Regions from separate parts of the Rattus norvegicus genome. Here region 1 is linked to region 2. The links are chromatin contacts, called in public Hi-C maps. All regions are on one chromosome and are shown on one strand. Each heading gives the region's core, a stretch centred on a gene start, on an enhancer-like site or on the middle of the called end of the contact. The rest is flanking DNA. Distances are from core to core; before and after follow the strand shown.

Region 1 (6,031 bases), core at 1,140-3,639, 380 kb after region 2:
ATAATCACCTCCACCTTCCTTTGCATGTTTCTGAGTGAAATAAACATTTAGCAAAACCGTAACAGTATTATTATGCTGATGCTGCAAAAGGGGATTAAGTGTGATTTAGCAGGGAACATTTTTGAAAGTTTCAAATACGGGGGGGGGGGGATGACAGCAAATTGATCTGAACTACGAAAAAATATGTCACCAAAGATTTAATTAGAAATGACCCCACAAAGTTATCAAATTGTCAAGTTCTTAAATCTATCCTAAGACGGAAGGGGGAAGCACTCCGCATTCTTTCCCCTTAACAGGAGTGGGGGGGGCACCGAAATTTTATGATGAAGGCTTTCTTTAACATCCCTGGCAGAAATAAAGTCCTATTCCCTGACACCTCTTCTGGAAATTTGGTAAGTTACTACAAACAGCATATAAGTAAACTGCTCTACTTTGCTCAATTCTTAATGTACCCTCTGAGTAAACAGGTTAATCCAAAAAGTCAATAGCAGACAGAAATAGAGTCCCCCCATCTCCGTGCCAAAAATTATCACAGAGATGAAATTCCCTTTTCTGGGGTCTTGGAGGGGATTGAAAACGTGGCCCCAGGAGCTCAGCTACCGGATGGATTCCAAGTCTGGAACCAACGGAGCTCTGAGAGGCTTCAGCTCCAAGCTCTGCAAGGCTGGTGCAGCCTCCCGCTGTCGCTTGCTGGCCTCAGCCCACCGTGCCCTCGCTTTTTCTCTTGCCCTCAAGGTGAGCTTAGAGGCTGAGTCCTCAAAGTTTGCCTGGCCTCTGGTCAGCGGCCGCCCCACCGGGCCGAACCCGGGACGAGGCTGAACCCTGGTTTAGCCTCCAGCTCTCTCAGACCCCTAGCTCTTCTTTTGGGCCACAGTGACAGGTCTAGGTTTACCTCCACGTGCTCGTGGCTGAGGAAACAAAAGAAAGCTTCCTCCCCGATAATCCAACGCCATCTTCTACTAATTGGGAAACTGAGCCCCCCCCGCCCCAGGGAGCCCCCCGCCCCGAGTTCCGCGCGCCTGCCACTCCGAGGCGATCCCCAGTCAGGAGGCAGAGTTCTTCAGAGCCCCGGGGAGCCTTGGCTGAAATGTCCTGGAGCAGGGGTGGGACAGCCAAGAACCCCACCTGCCTCCCCACCCAGGCCACCCGGAGTGCCGGGTTTCCGTTAAAAAGCAGAGGAGGGAGAAGAGGGGCTGGCGCGTCCCACTCGTCCCCTCGCACGGGTACTGGGAAGGAGCGGCGGGGGCCAGGGAACCGGCCACCGGGGTACGCGTGGAGCCGCAGCAAGTGTACTCACCAAACGATTGAGGGTCCGGCGGAACATCGCGTCCGAGGCTGCGGGGTGCCAGGCTGGGCTCCACTGGGCTGTCTGGGAAGGCGCCGTCCACAAAACACACTGCGGCGTGGGCCCGCGGCGCAAAGCGGACAGCTAGCTCGCCTGCCCCGCCGCCAGCCCGCCGCCTGCCCTCCTCGCCTCTGCGCGCCCCCGCCCCCGGCCGCCCAACCGCCCGCCCGCCCCCGCGCGCCGCCCCGCCCCGCCTTCCCCCGCGACCCGCCCCCAGCCCCGGCCTGCCCGGCTCGGGGGCGGCGGCCCCGTTGCTCCCCTTATCTGGCCTCAGCACCGCCCGGCACTCCCGCTGCAGCCCGCCTAGAAGCGAGCCGGGCGCGCGGGGGAGGGTTGGTGGAGCGGCCGCGGCTCTCCCTGCGGGGGGGGGGGCGCTCCAGACTCCCCGTTAGCGCCCGCCTCAGCACCCCGCGCCTCACACTCGTCCTGCCGCTAAGCCCCCCGCCCGACTCCCCACTCGCTAGCTCCAGCGGACGCCCCTCTCGGGCGTCCCCACGCCTCGCCTGACACTACTCCCAGGGGTCTGTGAGAAGCCACGCTCTCCCTCACCCCGGCCCTAACTCGTCCGTGGCACCGCTTCACTGGCAGTCCTTCCTCGGCCCCGCGCTTTCCGACCAGCACTTCTGGCTGAGAAGAGCCTTGGCGTGGCCTGCCTCAAGGCTGCTGGACGCGCCCGCTTCCTGCCCGGGAGTGGCCGCTCCCTGAGGGAAGACTCCGGACTAGCCAGGGACTGAGGAGACCCTGGCGCGGGCGGGCGCGGCAAGGCGCGGGCGGTGGGAGTAGTTACAAAAGCCGCCCCCTCCTAGGCTACAGACGGGAGACGCTCCCCTCTCGGGTCCCACCTAAGCCGTCTTCACCTCGTAGTTTGGGTTTGGGTTGGGGCTTTTTGGGTTTGCGTTTTCTTTCGTCTGTCTACCCCGCCTAAGCCCTCTTACTTCCACTTTCTCTAGGAGGTTGTAAAGTCGGGCTTTGTGTCGTTGGTGCTGCGAAGCGGGGCGGGATTTCCCTGCCACCCTCTCCTTGATCGCCCGCCCTTTTCCACGCTCCCAGTGCAACCTGGGAGTTGTAGTCCATCGGTTCTCTTGGGCTGTTACTGTGGGCTGGGAGCTCCCCCACATGCCCGACACGGGTCTGCTCACTGTGTTGCTGAGACTGTTTGGCTAAACCAGGGTTCCCACCCACCAGCTGCGTGTGGAAATCAGAAACACTGGGTAGATTCTTAGTTGTGGGAAATGTGATGAGGAGGATAAATTACGTAAAGCCCCGAGTGCTGAAAAACTTTCCCAGAACTCAACATTTACGCCACATGAAATCCTGCATGCCCTCAATTTGCTAACTTAACAATTATAATACACAAAAGTTTAAAACGTAAAAATGAAAGCTTGCTCAAGTAGTCCCTTGAGCCCGGACAGTTCTCTACGCTCTCACCCTTTTTTTCCACCATCCTCTGAGGAGGCCCGCCCTAGGCTGTGAGCTGAGAACTTTCCAATTCTTCTATAAACACATTAAAGAAGTAGGTAAAGGCAGTTCTGTACAGAGAGGCCTGTTCTCTCGCCAGCCTAGAAAGGTTGGGTTCAGCTAGTCTCTTGACCTAATGTGAACTCCTGAAGGGATTTTAATGTGAGGAGGCTAGGGCACTCCTCATTTTACCCTCGAAGGATAGTTTGATCTCAACAAACATTTACTGCATTTTTTTTTTCTAGAAGCTGGAAACAGCAATGTGTTTTAAAAGACCTCCCCAGTAGGCTGGCCGAAGTGAAGTTACAAGCTACAAACATGTAAAACCTACATGTTAGAATGTAATGATTTCTAATGCTAAAGGAAACAGGGGAGAGGGCAATGTCTTTGCAAAGGATCCTGGGAAACTCTCCGGAAAACCATGAAATTTTCATTGGGCCAAACTTATAAACAGAGCTGCTGGAGAATAATGCAAGCCTGGACATGTGGGAAGGCTTCGGAGGAGCCCAGGGAACAAAGTCCTGGGGAGAGAAGGAGAGGTCAGTTGGAAAGTACAGTGCAGCCTAAGAAAAGGAACACAGCCACTCTGTCAAGCAGGAACCAGGACACCTGTGGGCGGGGCATTACAAATGAAAGCTAACCCCTAAGCATTCATAGAAACAAGCTATGAAGTTTGACCCTGTTTCTGTGGTCAAGGAGGAGCCCAAGCACAATAAAGTGCAAATGCAAGAGACTTAAATTAGTTCCTGAATGGCTCTAACTGCCTAGAGGTAAAGTCCACCATTTCTTCTTTCCCTGCTATGACTTTCTGCCCACACTTAAGGTGTGTGGAAGGATTTGTAAGAACTCTTAACATTTGTATTAATTAGATAGTAGGATACTTAATCGACAACATGTATAATACTGTGCTCTCTACTCCAAGGAATTGCTTTTAAGTGAAGTTGTTTTTTCCTGACTTGTACTGAACACAGAAATTCATTTACTGGTTATTAGTTGACTTTTATGTGACAGACACTATTCTTAATACTAAAATGGGGAAGTGAAGGGAGTTATTACCACTCAGTAATGTGCCTGACAGAAATAAAGATATTCTCAGGAGACATTTGTGTCTCTCAGTCTGACTATACATCACAGTTTTGAAACAATGGATCCCAAAGGAATGGAAATTTACAGGGGAATCCCCTAGTTGGTGATGAAAAAACTCCCTGCCAGAAAGGGAAATTTGTCCAGAGAAGAGATTCTACACATTTCTAACGATTTGTCAGACCATCTTACAATATGAAACTAAAATCCAGATGATAATGTGGCTAGGTCAATGCTAGGTGGGACCACACTTTGCCTGAGAGTGTTTTGATGTGCATGTCCTTTGGGGAGAAGTATTGAATGAGCTGCCACTGGATTTCTTTGTCCTTTATCAATGTGACCACATTGCCTAAATCTTTTTCTGCTCTACACTTTTAACTTGGCTCTTGTAACTCTTATTGACGATGGGCGGCCACCTCTGCCTTGAGTCGCAGGTTGTAACCCCAAGATTGATAGCCATCCAGGGAGAAATCTAGAATCTTTATCAAAGAAATGTAAACTTTAACTGTTTCAGACAGTTCGGGGTGGGAGCTTCGCTGGTAAATCCTTTCTCCGTGAAGCGGATGGAAGTAAATGTACTCTGCTCATAGGTTTGTGCAGACTTTGAAAAATGGGCATTCGAAAAACTTTGTAAATTTGACTGCGCTTTGAAAGTGGTGAATTTAAGATCCCTTGGGACGTAGTAAAATCATTGTTCACATTTCATTTGTTATTAGATTCCACTATCTCTTTGTCTTTTTAATTTATGGCAGCACAACACCCATACTCCTGAGTCCTGAGTAATTTGCTTCCCTATAAAATTGCAATTCCAAACCAATCAAACTGTATTTACCAAAACATGAGATTTATGCAAAAAGCGATTTTTTCCATACCTCAAGCTCAACCTGAGATTAGAGTTGCTCTTGCAAATAGCCCGTAGAATCCTTCCTTTGTGAAGTTTTTTTAAGACAGGAAGAAATTATTTTTGGTCTTTCAGTGCCTCTTCACAGTTTCCAAAGAAAACCTAGGTGCTGAGGATGTCTATGAAAAGCAGACCATCAGCTAGCAGGTGTATTCAGCCAACTCCATAAACAGAGCTACAGAAACCACCTTCCTCCTGCTCAAACTGTCATGACCAGTAATGGTACATAATGCCAACTATTGCAGGGTGTCAGCAGACTGCAACAGAAGCCATGGCTTCCAGGCAATTCAGAAAGGAATCTAACCTCTCCTAAACTTGACTAGAGAGAAAGCTTGAAGCCTAGGAATTCGAAGGAGTGATCCAGTTGCCCCATTTCTATCTTGGAGCCCTTCTCTGTCTTAACCCCCAAGCCGTTTGCAGCTTCTTACCTCCTACTCTGAAAGATCACCAGAAGGAATGCCAAACAGACCCTATGGTTCAGCAGGCCAGTCCCTGAATGGCATCAAATAGGAATACAGTAAATCAGCCAGAAGTAAATGGCCAGGAAGGATTAATTATATCTTCTACTTAGTCCCAAAATTTTTTAAAGGAGAAAAGAGTAAAAGAGTTTCTTCTGAGTCTAAATTGCCCATTATCAACAAGTTGAAGAACTTCAGTTGCATATGCTGAGCGTTCAGGTCCATCTCCTAAGATAATTTTCACATATGCAAAATGTTCCCCTTGGCAAGGCTGTCCCTTGATGTTTAAGACCAACTTTGTCCATATTATCCTTCCTGTTGATCCTTCCCAAATCACTGTTCACATAATAACCCCCAAAATCTCTGGGAAATAGATCAAATCATTCCCCTAAAGGTGGAAGGGTGGTTCATGCTTGTAATCCTAGTTCTAGAAAAGATGAGGCAAGAAGATTGCCTTGAGTTCAAGACCAGTCTGGCCTACAGAGACTTTTTGTCAAAATACTATAAAACCACGGACGTTCTTAAGACTTTTCAGGGTCTTCACTTTGCCTTTAACAAAAGCCAGAGTCCTCCCTAATATCACCTACAAGATCTTGAATTCTCCAGCCTCTGCTCTCTTTTCTAGCCTCAAGTAGGCAACTATCCCTCTGACTTACCAGGCTCTACTTAATGGAGTTTCCCAAGCTCTCCCTCTCTCCTAATAGCATTTACACAGGCAACCATCTCTGCTAAAATGCTTTTACTTATCTTAGGGATTCATACTTCAGTTCTTAGCTTAAATGACAT
Region 2 (6,109 bases), core at 881-3,380:
CTTTCTTTGAGATCTGAAAGATCTCAGGATAAAAAGGAAAGTTGAAAGGACAAAGGAATCTAAAGAGACAAAATGAAGTGGTGAGCTAACATACTCAGGCTGGACTTGCATTTGTTTCGGATTCCTGGTGTGGAGATAAACCGCTGCTTGAGTTCCACTCCTGGGGTGTGTTAATTGCTTCAACATCGCTAAGTGCCATTTGGGCTGCAAGATTATAATTTCAAATTGCAAATCAGTGAAATTCGGTCCTCATATTCCAGATACATACAGGAATGCTTCGAGTAGTTACTCTGAAGTAAAGGGAATGAATAACTCAGTCTTTGCACTGAGCGAAGGTCACAATGTAGTAGATGGTTATTGAAAACATAAATGTTCGGCTGGAGAGATGGCTCAGCAGTTATGAGCATCGGCTGCTCTTCCAGAGGACGTGGGTTCAACTCCTAGAACCTACATAGTGGGTCAAACCTCTCTGTAACTCCAGTTCCAAGGGATGGATCCAAAGCTCTCTTTTGGCATCCACAGGCACCAAACACATGGTGCACAAATTTAAAAGCAGATAAAACATACATGTGAAAATATAATAATAAAATACATTTTAATTTATAAAGTTTTAAAAACATTAGTCTCTATCTAGTTTAAGGTTTATTTAGTTTTATTTTACGTTTAAGGATGTTTTGTATGCATTGTTTATCTGGGTGCCATGTGCATGCAATACCCATAAAGGCCAGAAGAGGGCAGGAGATCCTCTGGAACTAGCATAAAAGGTGGCTGTGAGCCCCAGCTGGGATTTGGGAACTGAACTTGGTTTTTCTGAGAAAGCAGCAACTACTCTTAACCAGTGAGCCAGCTCTCCATCTCTCTATCTTGTTTTAAAAGATAGTTTAAAAGGAGGAAGAGAACAGCACCAAGGAATGTGAACATAAGCTCAGAGTTCTATAATAGGGTGCACTGTGGTTGGGGAGGTGATGATTCACAGAGAAAACGTGCTACATCTGCAACTGGCAGCATCTTAATAGTCCTTGGTCCCCACATTTCTGATTGGTCAGGGCTCTGTGGCTGTATTGCAGTTGCCACCACTCTTAGCCTATTGATCAGATCCAACAAATTTGAGAAAGGGTTTTTTAAAAACTCTTTTCAGCTCAGCTGATTCAGAGACAAGATGGGAATTCTGTCAGAATACTCTTTATCTCAGACATTAGAGGAGAGAGCAACACCAAAGCATCCACAAACTCCAGTTTAGGCTTCTTGCCTCCAGCTGAACTAAACACAAATGTGAAAAATCGCTAGGAATCACAGTGTAGAGGTGTGTGGGCCCATGCCTTACCTTGTCCTGGAAAAGGAAAAATGTCCACTGTGGCAGGCCCTATGCTTTCTTTTTCCCCTCTCCACCAGGCAGGCTCTCAGTTGTGGGAGTAAAGAGTGAACATTTGGACATGTTGTCTAGTTAGGAAAGAAAGAATTCACTGGCGACTGGGTCCCTTTGGCTAGAATAATTATCTTTGAATTCCCTCTGCTTTGGAAGAAATCCAAATGTCTATCAGGCAGCTCAAGGTCAAGGTCTGCAAGAATCTTTTCCTTCTGAAGAGTGCAGAAAAACAAAGTGGAAAGAAAAAAATTACAAACAAAAGACTATTCTCTGAGGGCCTTTTGTTGTTGTTGTTTGTTTTGGGTGTTCTAGCACCCCAGATCCAGCTCTCTCATTTACCATGTATTTTGGGGTTGGGAAAATGTTGAGGTTGGCTGAATAAGATGATTTCTGGCAAACCTGTTAAACAAAAGAAAAAAATTTTATGGCTCTGGTGGCTAACCCTCTGTTATCAGGAAGAGAAAGAAAACACATGCTTTAAAGGTTCCTCAATGGATATTCTAGGCCAGCCTTGGGACTAAGGGAAACCCGTCTCCAACCTAGTGTGTGGCATCTAAGAGCTGGATAATTGACTGAGTACAATTCTGTTTCTCAGGGCCTGCTCTATTGACCTCTCCCCTGGAAGTTCTTGTGCTATAATTCTATTTCTAGAATCCTGAAGCTTGTGACTGCAGGCAAAAGCCTGATGTTACAGCAGTCCATCCATCCTACCACACGCACCAAACAAGCCAAAGATCAAGATCAGCAGCAACATGCTGGGCCAGAAAGGGCAATAGCAAACAGGCAAAAGATCCAGAGGTCTCGTTGCCTAACCAAGGACACAGAAGCAGAACAGCAAAATCAAACCAACTTTACTCATTCCCTTTGTACTGGCTCTGGACACAACTAGCCTGCTCTCCCCACCCACCTCTCTTAACTTATCACCACCTCATACTTGATGGAACATTTTCTACAGGTAGTATTTGACTTGGCTGAACACTTTACTATTGCTTTGTAGCAACAATGTGATAGCCAAGAACAAAAAAATAAAAGTATAAAGCGCCAGAGATGTTATCACCGCTTACAAGGTGAAAGGGCCTCAAAACTAAGGAATTCCACAAGACCAGATGCCATCTTTTTATCATAAATTTAGTGGATTAATGGTAGCAAAAATGGAATCTCAGGTCTGTTCCTTTGTTCCCTTCCCCTGATAATAGTTTATTTTCCTCCCCTGATTTATGGGACTATGCAATTAAATAAACGAACATACAAAAAAAGCATATGAAAGCAATAAAATACCAATTATATTTATACCATAATAAACAGAAAATATATTTTGGAACAGTGTAGAAATTGAATGCTTAGTAATATGCGCAAGTACTCTACACATACTGTGCTTCTTTGGAATCACACAAACACATACACACACATGCACCTGAGTATTTTCAACAGCAGAATAGTTGGCTGCACTGTATAAATACAAAAGAAACACGGCAGGGAAAGGAACTGTTGCTTTACTAACGACATAGGTGAGTCTCCCAACTAAATTCCTGAAACAGAAGAAGATATGTGCTGTTTACATAAAGTTTTGAACTATCAATGGTGTTTCCTATGTTTGAAGCACAGGTAACGACTTTTGTAAAGAAGGAAGGTTAGAATGGTTGGGGGGGGACATAATGGGACTTTTGGCAGCTGGTAATGTCCTATTTGTTAACCTGTGAAGCATTTAAACAGGTGCACCTACTTTGTGAAACCTCACACAAAAGTCTCATTGACATCCCTGGATTTGTGTTTTACTTTAATAAATAGGTTTCTTATCGTGGTTCATGATTTAGTTAAAGTAAAATATCAAAATATTTTGTTGTACACATCAAAATATTGCTGACACCATCACCATGCCTTACTGAGAAACTTACTTTACCTCAGTTTTCTTCTCTTAGCTCTAGGCTCCCACGTTGCTTCAACTTGTGTTTCACCCATACGTGAACCATAGTTCCACGTATTTTTTGAACTATATGTCAAATGAGCCATTAGATTACTTTTCTTTTCTTTTCTTTTCTTTTAGATGCAACATGTAGCATTAAAAATGGCAGGTGTAAGCAGTTTTGTAAAAACAGCCCTGATAACAAGATAATTTGTTCCTGCACTGAGGGATACCAACTTGCAGAAGACCAGAAGTCCTGTGAACCAGCAGGTCAAAATCTAAATTAGTTCTTTAAAGAAAATCTGCATTTGAATCTTTAGTATTTAAACTATATTATTTTAGTCTTTTTCAAAATGATTTATTTATTTTCATTTTATGAGTCTCTTGCGTGCATGTATTTTTATGCCATGTGTGTGCAATGCTTGTGGAAGTAAAAAGACGATATCAGATCCCCTCAAACTGGAGATAGAGGTTTAGTGAGCTAATGTGTAGGTGCTCACTAACCCACCATAACTCCAGTTATAACCCACGTTCAGACCCTCTGCCCCCTTATTCCTTATTTCAATACTTGCTTGCATCAGCTCCCTTTTGAAATTGCACAAAAGATTAGCATCTTGAAAAAGCAAATTAATTTTCCAAATGTCACCATCATTTCACACTTTAATAATTATATACAGCCTGAATTCATTTCTGGGTCCATGATTTTTTTCTGCATTATATTTCTATATTATAAATAAATGGATTGCTGTGATCTTTATGTGCAATATTTGACATTCAGTAGATCAAGTCAATAATACATTGCCATACTATAAGAGACATAAAAATACTAGTAAAAATAAAAGATACGAAATGTTAAGCATAGGTCTGTTGGAGCCTAGCTACTTCAGTCTATGAAAATTACTTCCTGACTTGCGTCATAAACTGAGTCTCTGTACTTGCTGTCAGAGTGGATCCAGCCACTGCTTCTACTTTTTGAGACTGATCTATACAGTCTTTACATTAAAGGGGAAGGCAATGTTTCACAGCTGTGTGAGCGTGCCACTGTGTTGACACCTAATTACGGTATTTAGAGCATCTCCACACTCATTGCTTACCTCTGAAATCAGTTTTGATTCAGAGAGAGGGAGATAAGCTTTGTAAGAATAACAGAAGGGAAATGAAGCACTTAGTATGCAAGCATGAGGACCTGAGTTCAGATACACAGTATCTAAAAGTCCAGCACGGAAGGCGAAGGGGAAGACAGGACCAGCCAGAAATGGTGAGCTCCAGGTTCTATGAGAGATCCAGTTTCAAAAAAGGAATTTGGAGAACAGAGAAATAAATGAAGATGTTTGATGTTAACCCCCGGCTTTCACTCATGCAAACATGGACACTCACATCAGCACATATGTGTGCCCACACCCATATAGCATACTTCCAAATAAAATATACGCACACTTTTAAAGCAAGCGAAACATAGTTTCTCTTATATTTCCAAAGGCAGACCTTTTATTAGATTGGTACATTAAATTATGAACCATTCCCCCTGTAACTGTGGGTTTGATACCTATCTCAGCAATGTACCAGGCAGAGGAAATTAAAGAAAGGGCCAGAATACAAAAGCGCATCTGCTACAAACAAAATGAAGAGTGTCCGGTGCTTCGCCTTCTGCCTGCTTCTTCACATGCACTGACTTACCTGTTTCTTGCCTTAGAAGTGTGTGTGTGTGTGTGTGTGTGTGTGTGTGTGTGTGTGTGTGTGTGTGCATGCGTGTGTACGTGCGCGCACACGCATGCACACCTAACATTTAAAAAGCTAACTTCTCATGAAGGCAGCTGGCACAGAAGCTTAGTCCTTAAAAGTTCTTCTATGTTCTAAGAGAGACAAAATTGAAAAGCACCTCCAACTATTAAGGAGCTCTATTTGAATGTAGCCTTAGCTTTAGTAGAGGAACTGGGTCAAACCGAAATAAACTGTCCTGCCTTTTGAAAGATAACAGTCCCTTTTTATGCCATTGTTGATCCTGTATATTTATGCAGAAATATTTTGAACTAATTTCCTACTTTTTTGGCCACAAGCTGCCTTCATGATACTTAGCCACAGCTGGTTGCTATAGATATGTCTCGTACATGGAACATATCTAAGAGGAGAGTAAAATGTGAAAATGAAGTGTGAGATGACTTGGGCTACAAATTTCCATTTTGGTGGTCCCCCGTGTATCAGTAGATAATTTGTTGGGAAATAAATCAAATGGGGCAGGATGGTGGGGAAACGTGGCCGGATCCAAGTAAATATGGATTTGGTAAACATACTAGTAAGCTGTGTGGAAAACTTTTGACAAATATACAGTTGAATCACAAAGATTTCCCTTCAACACTTACATGTTGGACCCTCTAGCGCATAAATAGTCTACAAAAGCTCCCGTCAATAGCAAGTAATCGCAGCCTTTGCCTTCTCCTAAAAGGAAAGTTCCATGGCATCCCTTCTTGATCTCCATCCAGGGTAAGGGAACTTTGAAGTAAGACTTTAATTAAGAAACTAGATAGAAAGGAATTCTGTTTTTAAATATACATAATAAATTTTAATTCAGAACACCTATTTTATTTCTATGAAGATGATGGATTTCAGAGCCAAATGTTTCCCATGGAAGCTTTGAAAACTTTACATGAAAATACTGCAGTTGGCCTTTTAGTTTGAAACTATATTCTTTTTTCTTTCTTTTAACATCAACAGACCATCTTCTCCAAAGTGACAGCAATGAATGAAGTTCATTCTCAATTATTGTAATGCATTTATATATGCCACTGTCAAATGTCAGAATATTCCCTTTTTTTCTATTTTTGTAGTTCCATTCCCATGTG

The links. Hi-C and Micro-C count contacts between places; a contact is called where the count stands out from the background.
Region 1: a contact with region 2 is called in a Hi-C map of hepatocytes, with 1.7 times the contacts expected there. The contact joins the promoter of Atp11c here to the enhancer-like site in region 2. A contact is called at or near these places in 3 of 12 Hi-C or Micro-C datasets (Schwann cells, hepatocytes and psoas muscle) and 1 of 1 datasets of contacts at active chromatin or transcription factors (oligodendrocytes).

What each region holds. Positions count from the first base shown.
Region 1 is chrX:143,786,018-143,792,048 of GRCr8, forward strand. It overlaps Atp11c (ATPase phospholipid transporting 11C), which reads right to left and starts at 2,390. Exons shown (of 31, transcript XM_039100444.2): 1 at 2,281-2,390; 2 at 1,298-1,396. The coding sequence starts at 1,324.
Region 2 is chrX:143,406,296-143,412,404 of GRCr8, forward strand. It overlaps F9 (coagulation factor IX), which reads left to right. Exons shown (of 8, transcript NM_031540.1): 5 at 3,411-3,539; 6 at 6,095-6,109. Among named protein-coding and RNA genes, the nearest start is that of F9, 21 kb to the left of the region's middle. Within about 2 kb of position 2,131, at least 2 of the 93 cell types and tissues checked have an H3K27ac peak or open chromatin away from gene starts, as enhancers often do. A contact at or near this core is called in hepatocytes, where this site is marked.